Regions from separate parts of the Mus musculus genome. Here region 2 is linked to region 1. A link is a contact called in public HiChIP or PLAC-seq data. All regions are on one chromosome and are shown on one strand. Each heading gives the region's core, a stretch centred on a gene start, on an enhancer-like site or on the middle of the called end of the contact. The rest is flanking DNA. Distances are from core to core; before and after follow the strand shown.

Region 1 (4,774 bases), core at 2,162-4,661:
ACATACAGATTCTTGGTGGGGACCCTTCCAAGAGCAAGGGGACTCTCCAGCAGCCACATCACTGAAAAACCCACTGCCTAGTCCAACTCAGGCGACAAGGCTCTGGCCAGTCTCCTGAAGCTAGCAGCTGCTTGCTTTGACCCAGCCCTGCTAAGGTTCCTGATTCTTAGGAGCCTCCCCCTTCTGCCTGGGAGGGAATGGCTTGATGTTACCAGTCAGAGGAAATAGCTCACCAACCCACAAACACCAGTGCAGCCCAGCAGGCCTAGTTGCTTGTGGAAGCTTGAGGCCAGTGACCACAGGCTCGGCAGCACGAGGAGACACTTCCCCTGGCTACGAGGGGCAGGGCCTGCTAAGGCTGCTTTGTCAAGCTTCAGTGGTGAGTCTAGGAAGGGCAGAGTTGGTCTCATTTTTTTTTTTGGTGGTTCGAGACAGGGATTCTCTGTATAGCCCTGGCTGTCCTGGAACTCACTTTGTAGACCAGGCTGGCCTCGAACTCAGAAATCCACCTGCCTCTGCCTCCCAAGTGCTGGGATTAAAGGCTTGTGCCACCACACCCAGCTGGTCTCACTTTTTACCTTGGCGCCCAGCTGTACAGGGACCCACATACAGGGGCTCCCAAAGCTGGGGTGAAGGGTGATATAGCAGTGTTCCCAGTGTGTGTGATTGAACAGGAAACACCAGCTATCTAGAGAAGGAATTATCTGAGTATCTGTCATTCCTTGGTGACTATATTGATCACCCCAGAGTATTTTCAATCTGTGTTTCAGAACCATTTGGGTTTGGGCTGGTGTGGTGGCACATACTTCTAATGCCAGCATTGAGGTGGCAGAGGCAGGCGGATCTCTATGAGTTCCAGCCCAGCCTGGTCTACAGAGTAAGTTCCAGGGCTACATGGTGAGACGATGCCTCAAAAAATATTAAAAAAATAAAAAACAAACAAAATAAAACAAAACACTTTGTTCTCTAGCACTGACCACATTGTCCCCTTGTGCCTTGCTTAGGCAACTTTTTTTTTTTAAAGCATTTAACTTACATTTAGCTGTAAGGTGATTGGCGGAGGGAGGTTAAATATTTATTTTTATATTTTTGTACACACACACACACATGCCCACATACCCCCGTGTGTGTGCAGGCATCTGTGGAAGTGAGAAGAAGGCAACAGGTCCCAGCGTCTAGAGCCCTGGAAAGATGTGAGCTCCCCACCGTGAGGGCTGAGGACTGACCTCAGTGCTCTGGAAGAACAGCCGCTCTCCTAAGCTCCGAGTCAGCTCTCAGCTCTCCTAAGCTCTGAGTTAGCTCTCAGCACTGGGGAGCTGCTTTGGAGATGCAGTCTGGATCCAGACTAGCCTCACGGGTACGGCAATCCTCTACCCACCTCAGCCTTCTGTTAGGATGACAGGTGGGAGCCCCCCGTGGCTTAGCTGAAAGTTTGATGTTGTCCATAAGAACACATCCATTTGTCTGCATAGAAGTCTTCTGAACTCCAAGTGCGATGATATGCCAGAGGTAGTTCCCTGCTCTCCCAGACAGCCTCAGAGAAAGCCATCAGGCTCGCTGGGGAGTCCTGGTCCCAGCCATTCCTGGTTTTCCTTGGTTGTGTGAGAGGCAGACAGGCACACTTTCATTCCAGTTTCGACACAGGCCGACACAGACCACAGTGCATCATGCATAAGATCTGGACACTCCACAGAGAAGTGTCAGTTCTGGGATGGAGAGACTAAGAGAGCTTGCCGCTCGACTGAGGACCAGAGTTCAGATCACAGATAAAGAGCCAGGTGGCCCACAGTGCCCGCTGCTCCAGTTCCAAGGGATCAGACACCCTCTTCTGGCTTCTAACAGGATGAGCACAGGCATGCACATACAAAATAAATCAAGAAAGACAGATGGGCTGGCTTCAAATCTGAGGTGGAATGCATCCTCTCTGGGCTATTTTTCTCCTGTCTGAATGTGTCCAGTATGGAATGTATGCCTTACAGGAGCTCTCTGGTCTCATCTCCTCCCACAGCTCTGACCCCAGGTAGAACTTGGGTTCAAAACTGCACAGCAAAAAAGGACCGTTTACCCTGAGGCGGGTGTGTGTGTGTGTGGGAGGGATGAGCTGTAAAGGGGGCTGTATGTGTCCCAGGAAAGAATGAGCCTGGAGAGGACCCTACAAGTCCTAGGCCTCCCCTAAGTCACACAAGTGTGGATAGACCCTGAGAGTCAAGCTAGTTAGGGACCCACGAGCCATGGAAGGCAGCAAAACCTGAGATCTGAACTAGCTAGTGAGAGGGTCTGTAAAAACAGAAAAGACCGCTGGGAGGTGGTGGTGCACACCTTTAATCCCAGCACTTGGGAGGCAGAGGCAGGCAGATTTCTGAGTTTGAGGCTAGCCTGGTCTACAGAGTGAGTTCCAGGACAGCCAGGGCTACACAGAGAAACCCTGTCTCGAAAAAAAAAAAAAAAACCAAAAACAAACAAACAAACAAAAGACAGAAAAACCCAACATTCCCAGGCAGCTAATAGGATTGTAACAGACCAAGTGTGCCACTCAAACTGTCCCATTTACAACTCTTTTTTTGTTTTTGTTTTTGTTTTGTTTCTCTGAGTAGCTCTGGCTGTCCTGGAACTCACTCTGTAGACCAGGCTGGCCTAGAACTCAGAAATCCGCCTGCCTCTGCCTCCGAAGTGCTGGGATTAAAGGGGTGCACCACCACGCCCTGCCTCATTTACAACTCTTTAAGTAACTTGTCATACTAAGGACAGAGAGCATGCATGTGATTCCAAAGGAAAAGACAGTCCAGGCTGCAGAGATGGCCCAGGAGACAGGAGCAGCTGCTGCTCTTCCAGACAACCTGAGTTCAGATTCCAGCGCGCACACACACACACACACACACACACACACACAACACACACACACATACACACACACACAACACACACACACACACAACACACACATACACACACACACAACACACACACACACACAACACACACAACACACACACAAAGTTCCTGCATAAAGATGCTGTTAAAGAAAAAAAAATACTGTAGCAGAAAAACAAAATATGAAGAAAAAGACTCAAAATTAGCGAAAGGCATCAGTTTACAAATTTAAAAAATCCAACAAATACAATTTACAAATTGTAAAAATTCAAGGAAAACTGTGAGTCATCACAGTCACTGTGACAGGAACTGAAGCAAACCACCACACGGCAGCCATGCACAGGAAAGATGCCCGCGTGCGCGTGAGAGAGGCTGGGCAACCTCAGGGTTTTCATCAGAAAGAAGACTCAGCAAAACCGAAAGAGAAGCCGCTTCCACTCCAGAGCGCAGAGACCAGAAAAAGACCTCCAAGCCAGGCGAAGGAAAGGGAGGAGCCACCGTGCAACCCCGCCCGAAACATGCGGGGAACAGGCAGTGCAGATCTGCAAGTTCAGGAAACTACAGAAGAGGTAGCTGGGAGAGGAGACACTGTAGCCAGACCGTCTTAGAGAAGCAGAATGAAAACAGCGATGGTTAATGTGGTGGGGAGATAGAGGGGAAATCCTCTTCTGTTTAAACACTGACATATAAATGTGTATGAGAAAGAAAGCTGCGGTAAGCTGCGGTGAGAGTCTCAAGGTGCGACCTCCACGACTCTACAGTTCCTGTGTGTAGGTTGCAATCTTCAGTACGACAATTAAAATACCAAAGCCCCTGCAGATGCTGAGGCAGGAGGATCTCACTTTTTGTTTTGTTTTGTTTTGTTTTTCGAGACAGGGTTTCTCTGTGTAGCCCTGGCTGTCCTGCAACTCACTCTGTAGACCAGGCTGGCCTCGAACTCAGAAATCCACCTGCCTCTGCCTCCCGAGGCGTGCGCCACCGCGCCCGGGGATCTCACATTTCAGATCTGCTTGGTTATATTGAATTCGAGGCCAGTCTGAGCAATCTAGTGAGACCTTGCTTCAAAAGAAAGGATGGAGAGTCTAATGGAAGAATACTTGTGGGCTGTACTCTTCTGAAGGTCCCAGCAACCACATGGTGGCTCACAAACATCCATAATGAGATCTGATGCCCTCTTCCGGTGTGTCTGAAGACAGCTACAGTGTACTTCCATATAATAATAAACCTTTTTTTTTTTTTTTTTTAAAGAAGAATACTTGTGAGAAATCCTGGGGTTGGTTTCTAGCAACAAAGTAACGGCCTATAATTGACAAAGAGGGATGCAGCCAGAAAACCAATACATTAATTAAAATGGAGTATTCGAAGACTTGAAATACAAGGGAGCAGAGAGACAGATTGGGGGCTGGGGAGCACTGAGATCTATGAATTAGTAGACCCCAATCCAGGTTAATAGTTTTTCAAAGATTTAACTTTACTGGTGTGAGTGTACGCCACATGTGTGTGAGAGGGGAGACTGTCATGGCCTGAAGAGGACATAGGACCCTGTAGATCTACCGTCACAGGAGGTTGTGCTCCTGATGTGGGTGCTGGGAACTGAACTCCGACATCTGGATCACAGCAAGTGCTTGTGAGTCCTCTCTCCAACCCCAATAACTTAAAAAAAAAAAGTTAATCTGTGAAAACCACGCATGTGCACACAGCATGTGAGTGTGTGTGTGTGTGTGTGCCTGTGGAAAAACTTACTTTTTTTTTCCGTTTGAAGAAGACTTTGGACTAGAAGAGAAGTTGAACTTGAAAGCAGTGCTTAACAGGCTGAACTGGTAAGATCCTGAAAGATGGTGCTGAGTCGGGTTGTGGTTTAGCTCAAGGGCTTAGAGGGGAAGGATTGTTTTGTTTTGTTTGA
Region 2 (4,924 bases), core at 2,381-4,880, 140 kb after region 1:
TTGAGTAGAGGGGGAAAGATGAACTTTCAACTGGGTGTGTCCACCTGTCCTTTCTCCATCCCTTTGTTCCCTTGTCCCTGTGGGCACCGAGGGGAATCCCATCTCTGGCTGGGGACACTGGCACTGAATTCCCTCAGCCTGATCTTCAACGCTTGAAGTTTCCTTCCCTGGTCTTTCCTGAGCCTGTCTGGTAGTCACGGTGGCCTGCACGGTTGGCACACACAGGTGCGTGTGGGCTCAGATGCAGCCAAGTGGTGTATGAAGCGTAAAACCTGCAGCCGGGGAGTCGGCTGTCAGCTCTCTTTTAGATTCCTAGGCCTGGCAAGAACCCTGCTATCCAGTTCTTGGGCCTCTGTCCCACCCACAGTCACCCCCTCAGTGAACTCTGCCTCACAGTGAAAACCCCATCTGCATGCTGATAGCTCCATGACAAGAACCTGCCTGCTCTGCTTGTCCAGAAGTGTCAGGTGAACAAGCAGGGGTGAGTGGCTTCCTCTAGGGCTCTGCTAGGTTCACCTTGTCTCGGGGCCTCTGCAGGGCTGCACCTCAGCTCCTCTAGGTTGCATGGAGACTTCTGTTGACCATCCTTCACCTTTCTCGAATCTCACTGGGTCTGTTTCCCTGCATTTCCTGTCTCTCAGCACACTGACCATCCACCACAGGTTAGATTAAGCAGCTCAGACATGGAGTTTCCGATTCCAGAAAAGGCAGGCTGTGAGGCAGGTGCGAAGACAGTGCATTTTCCTGCCACACACTTTCCAGGTGATGGCTGGTCAATGGGTAAGCGGCTGTGGAGGATGACCAACGGTCTCTCAGGTGTTAGGTATGTGGCTGCAGCCCTTCCAGGGGTAACCTCGACTAAGAGAAAGTCCAGCCAGTGCTCACACTGAAGCCCACCTTCACACCCATGTCAGACTGAGGCTAACAGCCCTGCTGAACCTGCTAGGACATGTCATGGTGGCGTGCATCTGAAACCTCAGCACTTGGGAGGCCCAGGCAGGAGGGGCAAGAACTCAGGACAGGGCTGGAGCCAGCCTGGACTACAAGCCTGGCTTCGTGGTTAAGAGCATTTGATGCTCTTGCAGACCTGAGTTTGGTTCCCAGCACCCACGTGGTGGCTCACAACGTCTGTAACTCACCCCAGTTCCAGGAGATCCGATATCTTCTTTTGGCCTCTGTTGGCACTATGTTCTCACGTGGTATACCACACTCATACACGTGAAATAAAAATAAATCTTTAAAATAAAATTCAGCTTGGGCTACATAGAAAGACAGATGGAAAATAAAGAAAAAAACAGGTGGACTCACTGGATCGAGTCACAAGCTACAGCCAAACTAGGGTTGCATATTACCTGGGACCACACCTGCAGGCGGCTTAACTACAGGCCATGGAAAGGTTAGGTAGAAGGGGAAAGACTCAGACACCAAAAAAGAAAAGCTGCTATGGGTAGACTGTCAGGTGAGGGGACCTCAAGGGAGAAAGAGCTATGGCTCCTGGCGAGAGGTCATATACAGCAACTCAGTTACTCTAAGTGTGTATGAACGTACTAACACGGCCTCGACATGCACAAAGCAAAAGCAAGCATATTGGAACAAGAAAGAGGTAAACATGGTAGGAGATGTGAGCGTTGTGTCCTCAGAACTTCTAGAACAAGTTGGAAAGAAATCAGTAGGACTACAAAGTGACTCAAGAGGCAATGAAGAAGGCAGACCTTGCGGACACACGGACACAGGTAACACGCTAATTCCAGAACTCTAGCACACTCCTTGATTTTTCTTTCTTGCTTGTGTCTGCGATACGAACCCTTGTATGTCTATGTTCAGGCATATGTGGACATACACGTGTGTGGAGGTGTGGCCACACCCACGTGCTCAGACGTGGATGCATGACACTGACGGGAGTCTTCCGTGGTCACTCCCCACACTGCCCTTTGATTCAGGGTTTCTACACTGAAATCAATATAGTTCCTCAATATGGCTGGCCTAGCTAGCCAACTTACTCTTGGGGGTGAGGTCCCCAGTTTCCAGATTCTGAACACTAATTACAGGCGTCAGGCCCAGCCCATAGTTGTTTAATGCCCCTCTCCCCAAAATGTCCTCCAACAAACAAAAACTGTTATGTGCATGCTGTGTGCGCCTGTGCAACAGTGAACATGTGGAGGTCAGAGGGCAACTCTGGAGGACAACTCTGTGGAGTTGGCTATCTTCTACTTTTCACTTGGTGTACTGGCCAGTTTATGTCAACTTGACACAAGTTCCAGTCATCAAAGAGACAATTGAAAAAATACCTCCACTGGGCTGCGGGCAAGCCTATAGGACATTTTCGTAACTAGTGATTGATGGGGAGGACCCAGCACACTGTGGGTGGTGCCACCCCTGGGCTGGTGGTCCTGGGTTCTGAGGAAGCCATGGGAGCGAGCCAGTCAGCAGCACCCGCCATGGCCTCTGCTTCAGTTCCAGGCTCCGGGTTCCTGCCCTGCCTGACATCCTGTTGTGACTTTCTTTAATGATGATCAATGATATGGCAGGGTACACTGAATAAACCCTTTCCTCCCCCATGTTGTTTTTGTTTTGGTCATGGTGTTTCACCACAGCAACAGTGACCCTGACTATGACAGGTGGGTTCTGGGGACTCAGGCTGACAGGCTCCTGTGGTGAGTGTTTTAACTGTTAAGTCATCTTGCCAACCCAACAGGCTTCAGGTCAGAGCCAGGCTGAAACCTGTGATCCAAACCCTAAGGCTGGCCTCAGCCTCCCCTTGTGCCCAGGCCCTAAGCATGACGTGTGCTCTGAATTCATATATGCCTTCAGGCTGAGAGTATGGTCTCAGCCCTGGTCCTGCACCCTCTCTTCTGGCCTCAACTGTAAGGTGAATGCTGGAGCTCATATACTGAGTTATGAGGAGACAGGAGAAATAACACGTCATATGCAAATATGTGGCCAGACTTCTCCGAGGAGCCCAGGCACAGAGCAGGCCAGGGACTCAGACAAGTGGCTACAGAGGGGCTAAGGACCAGTCAGGCCGTCACAGGCAGCAGCTTCTAAGAAGCAGCAGGGTGGCCTGGCAGTCAGCTGAAGCTACACCACACAGGGTCTTCCAGGGCACTGGCTCTGGACTTGGCCTGTCGGGAAGATGATGGGACAGTGAGGCCTGCTCAGAAGATCTTGTCTGTACCAAGTACTCTAGGCCTCTGCCTCCCATGTATGGGTAGCAGCCTTCACTTCCCATCTGTGTAGACAGGCCGCACAGGCTGGGCAGTGTAGACAGGTTCTTGGGTTCAAGTCTCTGTACCCTCATGGTGCCTCACAATTGTCTGTAAGTCCAGTTCAAGGGGATCCGATGATTTCTTCAGGCTTCTGCAGGTACCAGGCACACAGGTAGCACACGGAGACAAACCTCCCTCTCTCTCTCTCTCTCTCTCTCTCTCTCTCTCTCTCTCTCTCTCTCTCACACACACACACACACACACACGTAAACGTTCTAAATTAATATTAGAAAAAGAAGGAGGAGGAAGAAGAGGAAGAGGAGGAGGAGGAAGAGGAAGAGGAGGAGGAGAAGCAGCAACCACCACCGAGGTTACTGGGCTGAGCTAGAGACACAGTTCCTCTTATGAAGTGAGTCTGCTGTACTGAGAGGCCAGGGTAGGAACAAATGGCCAATACCTGCTGGGGATTGGAGCTGAGAGCAGAGGGGCTGGCTGTAAGCCACTGCCCTGTCAGCCTGGACAAGTTGGGGGGTGGGGGGGAGAGGCAGAGTCGGAGCTAGTCCTGCAGTAAGGACCACCACTCCTGACCATGCTGAGGGGCCCAGTGGTCTCGATCTTCCGGCTCACCACGCCCAACACAGTAGAGAAAGACAAGCAGGTGACATGAAGCAGTTAAAAAAAGCCACCTAACCATTTTACTATAGAACAGCTGCAGGCATGCTGACAGTAACGTCCCGGGCACTGGGCTCCATGGTGCCTCTCACACACCAGCTGCTGTCCTACCCTTAGCCCTGTGTCTTGGAGCGTGACCTGGACACCAGCCGCAGGACTGAGTGTCAGCCTCAGGCTTGGCTCGTCATCCCAAGGGCGATGTCACTTAGAACTCAGAGATGACCCTTTGTGTTGCTCCAGCAGTTCCTCTAGGTGGTCCGCCCGCTTCACAGCAGCCTGCAACACATTTCAGTCAGGCCCTGGACACCCTGACCCTAGGCAAGACAATCACAGACCGCCCGAGGGACCCACCTCATGCTGTTTGCGGAGACTGTTCACGGCTGCCTCCTTCCTCGCTAGAGCCGTCTTCACCCTGCAGTGATGGGCATTCGGCTTCTGCACAGCCCCACCTTCAGTCCCAGGTCAGCCTGAAGGGTGGCCTCTTACCACCCAGCCTCAGCCCTGCTCCACCTTGACCGGAGCAGCCTGCCCTGGGCCACTGCCTCCATGACAACCAGACCCTAAGGTGGTTTTTGGAAGAGACGGGGTTGTGGCAGGGTGGAAGTCTCATTCTCATGTTAGGCACAGAGGCAGCCAGGCAGGCAGCCACAGCCCTGGGTAGTCCCTTGGAAGGACTAAGGAGACTCTGGGTGGCTACTGTCACCCTCTCTGCCGCTGGCTCTCTGCTGAACATCACCTGTTCCGGCCAGAACCCTGCCCACCTCCTCGGAGAAGCACATGTGGGTCTTTCCCAGCCCCAGAGCTAAGTGACGCCCAGGGGAAACGCCTAGCCTTCCTGGCACACAGACGGAAACCATGTGAGCTCCTGCCCGTGGGCTACACTGCTTATTTGGAAGAGACAGGAGGAGGCAGGACTGGCCTCCTGTGCCCCTACCTGCAGTGCTGAGCACCCACCTCCGGTGCACCTCGTCTAGCTCCACCTGCTGGCGGGCCTGCAGCTCTGCGAGCTCCACTTTCACCCTCTGGGTCTCCTCCTGGGAGGCTGC

What was found. HiChIP or PLAC-seq counts read pairs in DNA pulled down with a chosen protein or histone mark.
Region 2: an H3K4me3 HiChIP or PLAC-seq map of bone marrow-derived macrophages shows a contact between it and region 1, with 2.8 times the contacts expected there. The contact joins two enhancer-like sites. A contact is called at or near these places in 2 of 39 promoter capture datasets (cranial neural crest and embryonic stem cells), 9 of 484 Hi-C or Micro-C datasets (the AML12 cell line, ECoMG myeloid progenitors, the HL-1 cell line and 5 more), 5 of 115 datasets of contacts at active chromatin or transcription factors (bone marrow-derived macrophages, microglia, pancreatic cancer cells and 2 more) and 4 of 9 other capture datasets (adipose tissue, embryonic stem cells, liver and 1 more).

What each region holds. Positions count from the first base shown.
Region 1 is chr11:119,925,145-119,929,918 of GRCm38.p6, forward strand. No RefSeq gene overlaps it. Among named protein-coding and RNA genes, the nearest start is that of Gm39485, 14 kb to the left of the region's middle. Within about 2 kb of position 3,412, at least 140 of the 459 cell types and tissues checked have an H3K27ac peak or open chromatin away from gene starts, as enhancers often do. A contact at or near this core is called in bone marrow-derived macrophages, where this site is marked.
Region 2 is chr11:120,060,556-120,065,479 of GRCm38.p6, forward strand. Cep131 (centrosomal protein 131) reads right to left here. Exons shown (of 26, transcript NM_009734.3): 24 at 4,833-4,924; 25 at 4,230-4,290; 26 at 3,875-4,154. The coding sequence ends at 4,080. Among named protein-coding and RNA genes, the nearest start is that of Aatk, 16 kb to the left of the region's middle. Within about 2 kb of position 3,631, at least 72 of the 459 cell types and tissues checked have an H3K27ac peak or open chromatin away from gene starts, as enhancers often do. A contact at or near this core is called in bone marrow-derived macrophages, where this site is marked.